2 separate regions of the Triticum aestivum genome follow, and region 2 is linked to region 1. A link is a contact called in public Hi-C data. All regions are on one chromosome and are shown on one strand. Each heading gives the region's core, a stretch centred on a gene start, on an enhancer-like site or on the middle of the called end of the contact. The rest is flanking DNA. Distances are from core to core; before and after follow the strand shown.

Region 1 (5,774 bases), core at 1,171-3,670:
ATGATATCAAGTATAGTACCGGTCGGAGTATCCTCAATTTCACTGATCGGTCTGAAGTTAAACTGCTGAGAGGGAATTGAGCTGTTCTCATCAGGACAAAGATCCACTGATGAATCTCTCTCCAACGTAATCTCCCACTCACTGTTCAGATGGTTATAGTTCCTCTGTACAGGTTTCAAGTTTCCTCTTGATACCACATAGACCTTACCAACTTCCACAACTTCATAGAAGCGATCAAGTTGAGTGTTGAAACATGCCACCCGTATCTCACCCCCATCAGAATCAAGCAAGTCAAAGTTGAACACTTTGCCTTCACCTTTTGCATTGTGGTACCGGCGGATGTCTCCCTTTGCAGTAACTCTACCCTTGATAGCCCAGCGGCCCTGATAAGGATTTAAAGAAGATATGGGGATTATTCTAGCAGGGGCTTCATTTTTCGCAATTGCTCCTTGATTTTTGTAACTGGGTGCAGGACGATAAGATGGCTGTGCTGTTGGCTGGAAAACTGGAGATTTGTCACTGAGCCTGGTGGGTGTGTTCAAGGAGCTCCCTGACACCGAAGGTTGGAAGACTGGAACATTGCCATTGGGCCTTGTGGGACTTGGGTTTCCTGCCGCCAAACCATATTGACGTGTTCCGTTAAATTGCTCCACTCTTGGGTTGTTTTGATTAGAAGATTCACTTTCTGGAGTAATCACTGGATTGCCAATGATGTCACACTCCGCGAGAAGAACTGTCAAATTCAGAACGACGATAACCCTACAGATATTCAACCAATCAGCTCAGCAACAACAAATAATTTCACATACCCACAAGACAAAAGGACAAATTTGCATTTGCACTAGTTACTTAAGACATATGACAGAGAAACTTGAATCATGGCACATTTCAGTTCACAAACTATGTTCCAGCAGCATTTACTGACGAGCAGATCAGAAAAGACACAATGAAACAAAGTCAATTGGCAGCTAAAATAGGTAAATAACAACTTGTATCATCAAGTATACTGCTGAACCAAGTGGGTAGAGCTGAAAGACACAAACCACTAAATGATTCAACCAGATAAAGATGTCCACATCTGTGAGCATGACGTAAACTACAGTGATCAAATCAAACTTCCATGCACCAAATGACCCGATCAGTAAACAAGGAACCTAGCTGATGCACAGCACCATGACCAGTCGACTAGAGTATATAGCAACAACTTACTGCATAACTAACTAAATGAACCACAGCACACAACTAACTTCTTCTAATCATCAAAACGACCATAATGTCAGTTCTCTTTGCAGGTTTATTCCCAGTCTATTTGACTCTTATCTCTTATATTGACTGTTTTATGAAATTCAAGGTAGAGGACCTCCTCTCCCGATCATTCAGAAAATAACATCATTTAACAAGCCAGAAACGCACAGCGCCATAGCCAGATCTACGATTTTACGACCATTATGAGTAGCAGAAATATAATCCAATGAACTAACTTTTACACAAACACCAAACTGTATCATACCTCACAACACAACTTAATTACACATTCCAGTTGGTATAAGATATCTTCTAGTCCTAAAAAGGAATTACAGAATCCAATTCAATCAGCAGCAGATCAGTGGAACAAAATTTCGGCGCCACTCTGGTTGAGTACTGTTATCCTAGAGGGAAAAGACCTAGTTCGCTTCTACGGAGTAGTACCTAAGGAAGCATAACATGAGTATCAGGATCAGCGTACACTGAATTTTCCAAGTAGTTAGAAAAGTATCAATCTAAAGCGAGACCCCCAATCAATTTGAGGGACAGCAACTCGCAGGGACCAATTAGACTACACTTACAGGCACAGAAATCGCAGCGAATCACAGACCGCGACCATAAATGGCCAGCCAGAACCCGCGCGCGGGCACGAACCCTAGCCGAAACCGCCCCGGTCGCAAGCGCAAACAATCGAGCATCGATCTACGGTACGCTGAGGGATGCGGAGGCGAACCTTCTGCCGCCGACCATGTTGATGACGTACTCGTCGAGCTGCACGACGGAGCCGCGGCGGATGAGCCCGGAGCGCGCGAGGTCGCTGAGCTGGCCGGCGAACATCGCGGGGCAGGTCTCGGCGCCGTCGGAGACGAGGCCGCGCCACCTGTCGCTCCGGGGCGTGCCCTTGCCGTCGACGTTGACGCAGCGCAGGTTGACGACCTGCACGATGGGCCTGAGGTTCGTCTCCCCCGCCAGCGCCGCCCCCACGCCGTTCGGGGTCAGCCTCGCCGACGCCATCGCCTCGCGGTGGACCGGATTCGCGGGGGCTTCGCGCTCTGCGGCGGGATGGGGCGGAGGAGGGGGGTTGGGGGAGGCGAATGGTGGTGCGGATTTGAAAATCTAGGAGGTTTGGGGGGGCGTCGGAAATGGCGACGGGAGTCGAAGGGGGGAAGAGGCGGTTGCTCGGTGGCGTCGCGGGCTCCTTCCCGGGGAAGACTGAGCTTCGATGAATCTGACCGTCGGGTCGGGTCCGGGTGAGATGATCGGACGGCGGTGGCCGACCCACGTAACGAGAGCGCGCGCGGCATAAACTTGGGCCTGGGCTGGCTACTGGTGGAGCCCTGTGACTGTGAGAACAAATCACTGGCCTGAACGAGGGTTTCTCCATTCTACAGGTATTGCGAATGGGTCGGCCCATTTTCTTCTTTTCTTTCTGCTATTTTTTCATTTTCTGTTTCTTATCTACTAGTTTTCTCATCCAGTTCTCCAGCTTTTTGATCCGTTCTCTATTTTCGTTTTTGCTTATTATTTACTTTTCATTTCCTGGTTAAATTTTTTGTTTCTTTTTCTTGTGCGTGACATAAATTTAGTCGTGCATGATCATTTTGTCAAAATCGAAAACTTAACTACCCATTTGACACTTAACTCCTATGAAGGGTGTGCCCCCGCAGGCCAGAGCCCATACGTCCGAACAATGTCCGCGGGTGTTTGCTCCAAACCCCAAGCTAGCAGTTTCTTCTTTTTCGGTTTTTAATCTTCATTTCAGTTTTCTTCTATTTTCAAATTTATTTCCCTTTTTTCATCAAGTTTACTATCAAACTATATCTCACGTGTATGCTACCTGTTGAACTAGTTCATAGCGGCACACGTTAAAAATTCATAAAATACTTGAAATGGGACATAGGTCGAAGCACATTCATTGTGGAAAGTGCTGCCAGTCACGGCTTGCAATTTGTTCATGTACAGAAGTACACATCAGTGTATATGAGCAATACACAACCAACAATGGGTCATTGCGGTGTCATGAGATGTTTGGTGCGGATACGCATCAGTGCACTTGAATCGATTTCTCAGGGTGAAAACCTAGATTCTAGCCATTATGGTTGGATCCGGTGACGGCGGCTCATGAGCGTCGCTCCCTTTCTGAAGGCGTTGCTGTTGAAAAACGTTGTCGTCCATGCGGTGTCATGAAATGTTTGGTGCAGATATAGTCATTGCTATAGTTTGTCGATCGAATCTGAATGCTTTGGGTTTTTTTTCCTCGCCCACAGATAGTTTTGGTCTTGTATGACTTCGCTACTTGTCGACGTGTTTTTGTGTGTGTCGGTATTGGCTGTATGCATCCTAACTATGCAGAGGCCGAGTGTGTGCTCATAGTGTTTATATCCTCTTGATGCTCTATTTCGAGCTAATAAAATCCATTCTTTATCCAAAAAAACAACGGGTCATTGGCCCCAAGAGTCCAATCCCAATGAAGTAACAACATAATGGCGTTGTCGTAGTCCGATCCAAGGTTGGATCCGAAACTTTCACTTAGAGCACACATGAGGTGGACATGATGCGGAAGCTTAAGACAAAGCCTCTGTTATCGACGCACGCATTGCATAATCGCATCTGGAAGTCTTTCACTCGTCGGAATGGGCCAGATCGGGTGTGAGAAGAAGAAGGGGAAGGAGGAACTGAGATGAACCGAAGGTAAAGTACATTTAAAACATTGGTCGCTTATAATTGCAAAACATAACAATTCGGATGGTGTTTTGTTAGGTTAAAGAAGAACCCAGTCCTATTTTAATGACTGGTCGATTAATGGATGTATGTTTCTCCTTTCTAATGGGATTTTCTGGCATGTTTTTTTTCTGGGTCCATCACATACTTGTTATATATATACTACTTTCTTCGTCTTAAAATAAGTGTCTCAACTTTAGTACAACTTTGTACTAAAATTAGTACAAAATTAAGACACTTATTTTGGAATGGGGTAGTATTAGATTATATTAGATAGATCGCTGGTATATATACAATATCATTTTTATAAATTTTAACAGTCCAAAGAGAGCCTGAACAGTGCAATGAAACATGAGAGCAAGCACAAAGGCCTGAATTTCAACACATTATTAGAATAAATAAATAATGGTAGGAAATACTACAACACACTGGGAGCTACTATGTTCTGTCCCTGCTTCCGGTATGTGCTTGAACCCTGTGACGGGTTTTGCAGAGACGAAAATGGAGAAGAAATAAAACAAACGAAGAGGTTGTTCTCTAAAATAGTGACACTCTGTTCCCACAGTTGCTGTTCACCGTAGTAGCAGTTTCCGTGTTCTTTGCTCGTCGCTTCTCAATCGTGTCCCGTGAAGTCCACAAGATTGTTGTTGTACTTGGGTTCTTTTTTTCCTTCTTTTCTCTTGCAGGAAATACCATCCTTTATTTATTTATTTTTGAGGTAATGGGCAGCTGCACCCTCTTATTCATTCATAACTGATTCATTACAGATAATGGTCCTGATTACATCAGGGAAACCATTAAGCCAACAGGACGAAACATTGTTAGAATAAACCCGAGGCGCTCCGTCGATCTACCGAGGACCAAGCAATCACACGAGGCACGACACCGAGATTTATTAACGAGGTTCACCGATATGGCTACATCCCCGCGGCTTGACTACGGGCGCTCCTTCCCATGACACCGCTACAATACCGCACCCCGGCCGCCCGGGCGCCGGCACACGCCGCCGGCTCCCCCGCGTGCCCGTGCTATTATGTTGGCATAGGTTACATCGTGTGTCTACCCTCGCTATATATGAGAGGCCTAGGGTACAAGTGTCCTACTTGGACACGACTTCATATCATGTTTACACACCGTACGACTCCAAGTCCAACTGTAACCTAACTTGTACAATAATATTCGACACAACTCTAACAAACTCCACCTTGGCGAATATTCTCCACCACCTTGAATTCGTCCGTGCGTCGAACCTCCATGTACATTTGACTTGAGATACGTCATGAGCACCGCTGCTACTCCCAGACTCCATGTGACTCCACCTGCAATTGTAGTCCCTTCTCGTCTTCTTCACAGTCAATCCTCGAGCAAAATTAAGTTCCTCATTACTCTACTTTGTGCTCCTCACTTCCGGAGAATCCGTTCAACACCATCACACACCGATCACTGTCTGCGTGAAAATGAACAACTCGCATATTGGACGCCACATATAAGAGTTACCTGAACTCAATGCCACCGCTCTTTCTTGACCGTCTATCTGAAACTTGAAGGAATTTCACCGTCGCCCTGTGTCACCCTGAGTCAAATTCACAGTTGTCTCACCCTTTTCCCGGATAGTCTCTGGCATTTCCCATAGTTATACCACTCCGCCTCCTTCTGTCTTGTCATCCGCACTTTGCCATGTGAACCAAACACCACAGAATATACGGCCATGTACTCTCTCTGTTTTCACGAATCCAGACTTTCCGCCACTTTCTCAGATTCTCCATGGTCAACTCCTGTCCATCAACTAGCACCGATAGACCCAGTCA
Region 2 (5,897 bases), core at 993-3,492, 630 kb after region 1:
ATATGAGACTGCTTCACACTATGACTAACATGAATATCCGAACAGCAGAATAGCCCTTGCAGCTCAGAAGTCAAATACCCAAACCTATAACCCAAGCATAACAAAGTTTTTCATGAGTTCTGAGTAATTTAGCAATAATTGATCAATCACTACTTGATAGGCTCCTAACCAAAAGATTCCAATTAAGAGCTATCAGTGACAGGACTCCACTTGTATCAAACATGGAGTATAATTTTCTCTGACAATGACCCTTCAAAGCAACATTGCATGAATGTAGACATTAGAGCAATACAGATAATAAAACAAATGGCATTGTGTCATGTGACCACACATAGACTATGTCCTACATAGAATAGTAGTGGAAGAAAATCAAGTAGATATAATTTGTAGCATGAACTGCAACACGAGTTTTATGCTTGAACAATAGCTGCAAACAAAGACACTTTGAGTCACTGCAACTACAGAAATTGGCATGGTTTTGTTGAACTTATACCGAGTAGTTTGAAAAGGCAAGTATCACAGCAATCATTAACATTACAGCTCTGACTAAGCACCTTAATTAATCAGCGTAGTATATCCCACATTCCCACACCACGTAGAGCACAATAGATAGACATGAATTGAACATAGGTAGTGACATAGGAGTACATACCAATGACTTCTGCTGGAACCTCGACCACTGCCGCTTGTGTGTCGTGAGAACTTCCGGGTTGTATGGTCCAGACACTTCGGGTGAATTTGAAAACCCTTTCATTATCTTCGAGAATTGCTGCTGCAGCTTCTGCATTGGGCTGCCACTCTCTTCCCCAGACGAATAGACGACAGACGGCCGTGTTGGTTGCACGGTGGCAGCTGAAGCAGCGGCAATAAATGCTCTCGCAACCTCTTCGGTTGTTTGCATCAGGTGCGACGTGTTGAACTTGACCCCTTCAGACCCATCATTCTTGTTATCCACCATCCTAAATGCCTGTTACTTGTGCAAGCAAGGACATATTCATTTCAGCACTGTGATCGAGAACACGAAGACAAGCCATATAAGCATCAGGAAGTAAGAATTAGTACATCACAGGAGCACTTACAAATTAAAATCCCATCTGATTAAGCTGTTTTTTTATAACTGAGTATTTGGCTATGTATATTTATTCTGTACATCTTTCACGCTCAAATAGGAGCTGAATAACATAAAACTTGCCCACATTTAATTCCAATTTACCCAGTTGTAGCATGTACCCAACAAGTAAACCATGTCGTCAATCAGCTTTGAATCACCTAGATTCAACTGGACTGGACCTTATCAGCCATCACCCACAGAAAGCAGCTAAATTGGTGACAGCTCCCTGGTACGGGACAACAAATTCAGCTTGCATCTCACTCCAATATCCAGCCAGAAAGCCACCTAATAACTAACTGTGCGTACTTTCTCCGGTAGTATCAAAGCCGTAGCCAAAAGCGCCCCACCGAGTTGGCCACGCACCTTTTCCGCTAGTATCCATCAGTAAGAAGAGCATGTGGCGGAATCTAAGAAAAGCAACACCGGATCAAAACAAACCCACATACATAATCCGACGCTGCTATTATTGATTCCTTGGACTCTGCTATCGATTTCTCTACCTACGAAGTAAAGAGTAAAAAACTAAATCGAGTGTGCAATCGTTTGGCCTGGACCGGAATTGCAGAGACCAACCACTCGATCTCGGAGTTTGACCCGGGGGTCGCCCACCAGAATCGCCGTTTGACTGCTGCCCCGAACCCCCCGCCCGCCGCGCAGGCAGGGGGAAGCAATCGCGGCGCGGAAACCGCGCGCCCCGGAGTTCAGACCGCCCCTAGAAATCGACGGCGGGGGCGCCGCCCGTCGAAGAAACGCCCGGGAAGATCCGCGGGAAAAAAAAGCAGAGAGAACTGTTAGGGGGCGAGAAACCCGTCGAGCGGGCTCACCTGGGCGGGGATGCTTTTCCGGCTCGCTGATCCCCCTCCTCCGCTGCTGCTCCGTACGCCGCCGCCGCCGCCGGACGAATGGGTGGACGGTCCGATGGTCTTCTCCCTCCCCCTCTCGCCTGCCTTCCTTTTCCGTGTTTGTGCGGGCTAATGAATGAACGCACGCACGCACGCACGCGGGGCTTGGATCCGCCGGATTAACGCACGGTAGGCGACTCGTTACGAGCCAGGGAAGCAGTTTTAAGTGGCGTGATTTGGTTTTTGGTGTGGGGTTTGGGCAGGGGATTTGGAAAGCGGGCGGGTTTGTCGTGGGCGGCTCCGACTCTTCTCTTCTCCTCTCCTCTCGCTGCTCGGCTCAGGACTGCTGCCTGGGGCGCCACCACCTCTCGCTGCGCGTGGGCCCGGGCAGCGGCGGGTTGACCCCGGGCCGGTCTGGCGCTCTGGCTGGCCTCGGGTGTGCCGTGCGCCGCTCGCGGCCACGTCCCGCGCACGGCTGGCGCGTGGGCAGCTCTGGGCGGAGCCAGCGCTGCACACGGCTCTTTCTTTTTCTGTTTTTTTTGGTCAAGTTTTCTTTTTTTTTTTGACATCATTTGCCAACGTCTGATAGTTGTGTGTAGTCGGCAGCAGGCCGGCGGGAACGCGGGAGATTTCCCTGCTTTGATGGAGCACCATCATCATATTGTAAAAATAATAGTGTGATTATTTCTAGTAGTAGTATACTTTTTCTGTATGCAAATAATACTGCTGCTGGTTAGGAGGCGTCCAGCAAAGCTTGGCGTTCGCGACCAGCTTTCCTGTCAGCCGAGATTTTCTACGGCGATAATGCTGTATGATGCGATGCGAGTCGTTATCTGTCCCATTCCTACAAAGCATCGATCACACCCTGTGTGTGTTTTGGACTGTGGATGGCTACGTTGTGGATAAGCACGCACGCAAGGGACGCTTGAGGATGGTACTGATCGGAGAAATTTCTCGCTATCCTCGACAATTCGTGTCCCCAAACTTCCTTTCTCCTTTTCTTTCTTCTCTTTCCATACTGATGATGATGATGACTCTGTTTTATTTTGTAGTGCAAATTGTTTTTACGAGTTTTGGGGGGTGGCAAGGTTCACGAGGTGTGGTGTGCGTGCGTGCGCTTGGACTTGATTCCGGTCCGTCAAGACTGGGTGGGGAGACACGGTCCCTTTTTTTGACCGGTTCTGGTGAATTCAGGCCGATGGGAACACAAAACTACCACGCGCTAACCACTCCCACTTCGGTTGATTGACTACTACGTCCCTGTGGCGTCGCCGTCGGCGGCGTGGATCCTCCTCCGGTGGCTAGATCGATCGATCCGCGCCGCGCCGTGGTTGCCGCGCGCGCCTTAAATTTGATCCGGGCGTGAAGCTTACGCCTGCCGGCTCGGCTCTTTGCACGGAGGCCAAGGAAGACCGCACTGCTGGTACAGGTACGCCAGTACAGGTTGCACCCTTCCATAAACGCTGAACGGTGCAACCATGCGCGCGGCGGCCGCACCGGATCATCGAGGGACGTGGACGACGGCGACGGCGAGTGCCGACTGCCGAGTGGGATGTCCTTTCTTTTATTTGGGCCATCCCCGGCGTGGCGAGAAAACCGCCCGGTCCGCACGCACGGCGCCACTCTTCGCTTTGTCAGCTTTATCGCCGTCATGGTACCACGCTATAGTCGTAGTCAGTGTCCCCTCACCCGGAAAAGATTATTGAAGATAAAAAAATAATGTAACTACTCCTACTACTTCGTTTTATTATGCTAAAAAATAAATAAATGATTCGATGAGTGAGGATGGTCACACTCACACGCGCTCGCAGACTGCCTGGGCACGTATCAGACTCGCACCAGCCCATGCCTGCATGGTGAGGAGGCGGCCCGGCATGGGGAACATGCATGCATGCAGAAACGCCGTGTGCCTGAAGCCAGCTCTATTCATTTCGCGTCCAACCTTTGCTGACCGTAGCGAGCGATCCGGCGATGTTCCTTTTCGAAAGATCACTCGAGTGAGGAGATCTCAGAGCCTGAATTTCCACTGAAATGTGGCAAAACCTTCAGAAATTACAATCCTCGACTTCATACGGAGCAAAATGAAGAAATCTACATTTTAAAATATGTTTATATACATTCGTCAATTAAAATATCTAAAAGAGACTTATATCTAGAAACGGAGGTAGTACAATACGCGAGGTGATCAAGCCCTACTGTCTAGCTAGTAATTCTTCTTTTAATAAAGCTAGATTTTTTTTGAGTTGTTAACAGAGCTAGTAGTTACTAATTAATTATATGACAAAAAAAAAAGCATGTGGCCCGCGGGTGCCCGGTGACGCGTGATGTCGGACAGCATAATCTATCAAGGATATAGTTCGGCCTCTCGTCTTTACGATTGTTATCCAAATTAATGAGAGAGAAAATATTCGGACCTTTTCGCATGAAAATGACCTTTTCTTCTTTATTCACGAATGGTCAGCATCATGATCGATTATTGAGGACGAAGCCCGGCTGCCATTATTATCACAAGCACAGTGGCCGATTTTGTAGCCTATCTTGGTTTAGTTTATCAATCTTGGTTCAGCCTCCCCAATCAGGAGATGCCTCATCAAGCTTTGCTCGGTTGATTAATTGATGAAATATGGGTGCCGTGCCATCCTCCACTTGACGATATCATTAGCCCATGCCTGCTGGATCCAAGACCATGACCTGCCCTGCCCTGCTGCTGCTGAGAGTATTCTTGCATATGTGGTCCTGTTCCTGCAGCTGGTGTGGATCCACAAACTGGATGATAACTGGTTATTCTGTCTGGTTTTCCGCATGATTACGATAAGAAATTGCACCAACTTGAAACTCAACTCAAAAGACATGACCAATTCATGTGCTGTTTGCTGGACGATGTAGGATATGTACCTGCAGATATGCATGATGGCGTGGCCGTCTGCGTTCTACTGCACCAACTCCCTCTGACCTACTTAGATAATAATTAGACGAAACATTCTGCTAATCAACTCGCAGGTTACATGTTGGTTCTGCACTGAACCGTGACGACGTCCGACACTGATGCCTTTGCCGTCCTGCTGGTTTATATTACCAGAGTGACCAAGTGGTGGTGCGTAGTTGGTGTATTCTTCAAACGTTAGTCGCTGGTTCAGTAATGACATCGCGCTTCTCTTGAAAGGTTGAATACTTCCATTTCCATAAGACGTATTCGTCCTTGTGCCTTTGTTCTTTTGTGGATCGTTCAAGCCCGGTTGAACGTACATCTAGGCGACGACTCACGACAAGACCCAAAAGATGAAGGCTTGCTGTACTTCTTGCGGCTGGCGGTTGGTATCCCCATTGGCCGGATCCTTCGATGAAGACAGACGGTGCCGAATAATCTGGGCTGCTCGTGTACGGCCGAAAGTGTTGGCGTTGCCTATGGCTAAGAAGTCCTCTAAAAAAAAAAGAAGTCCTCTCTGGTACGAATTTGTGCGGGATCAAGTTACCCCGACTTGTGCGAGCGTGTTTATTTTTTAACACATCATAGACATATACGCTTATACATACGTATATACACTCGTCTCTATAAATGTATACACGCACACAGACGTCCTCGAGAGACTGAGCCGACACATAATCTTGAGGTTGACGAAGTTGTCACGGACGTATTCGTAGTCGCCGGGAACGTCTCATCCCACTGACGCACATCGCCGAAAGGACTAAATAAATTCAGGAAAAGACGATTACCGATGTCAAATCTAGAACTTTAACTCCAGTGAGTTGGGATACCACAGTTCTGCTAATCATTCAACCCAAGTTGGCTCGCAATAGAGCGTGTCAATTAATCTTCGTAGAACCTGCTACTGTTAACTTTCAGTGCGTGGACTACTAGGATGTTTCCTTTTTCTCTGTTTCTGCACAATACATGAGCCTTATAACTACTAAATCAACAAAAAAAAAGATACCCGCCGTGTCTT

Evidence for each region. A called contact is a pair of places that touch in the nucleus more often than the background predicts.
Region 2: a contact with region 1 is called in a Hi-C map of leaf, with 9 times the contacts expected there. The contact joins the promoter of LOC123128606 here to the promoter of LOC123128602 in region 1. A contact is called at or near these places in 3 of 5 Hi-C or Micro-C datasets (all in leaf).

The regions. Positions count from the first base shown.
Region 1 is chr6A:571,276,362-571,282,135 of IWGSC CS RefSeq v2.1, forward strand. LOC123128602 (replication protein A 70 kDa DNA-binding subunit A) reads right to left here and starts at 2,421. Exons shown (of 2, transcript XM_044548643.1): 1 at 1,979-2,421; 2 at 1-759. The coding sequence starts at 2,259.
Region 2 is chr6A:571,903,427-571,909,323 of IWGSC CS RefSeq v2.1, forward strand. LOC123128606 reads right to left here and starts at 2,243. Exons shown (of 22, transcript XR_006463327.1): 1 at 1,936-2,243; 2 at 653-967.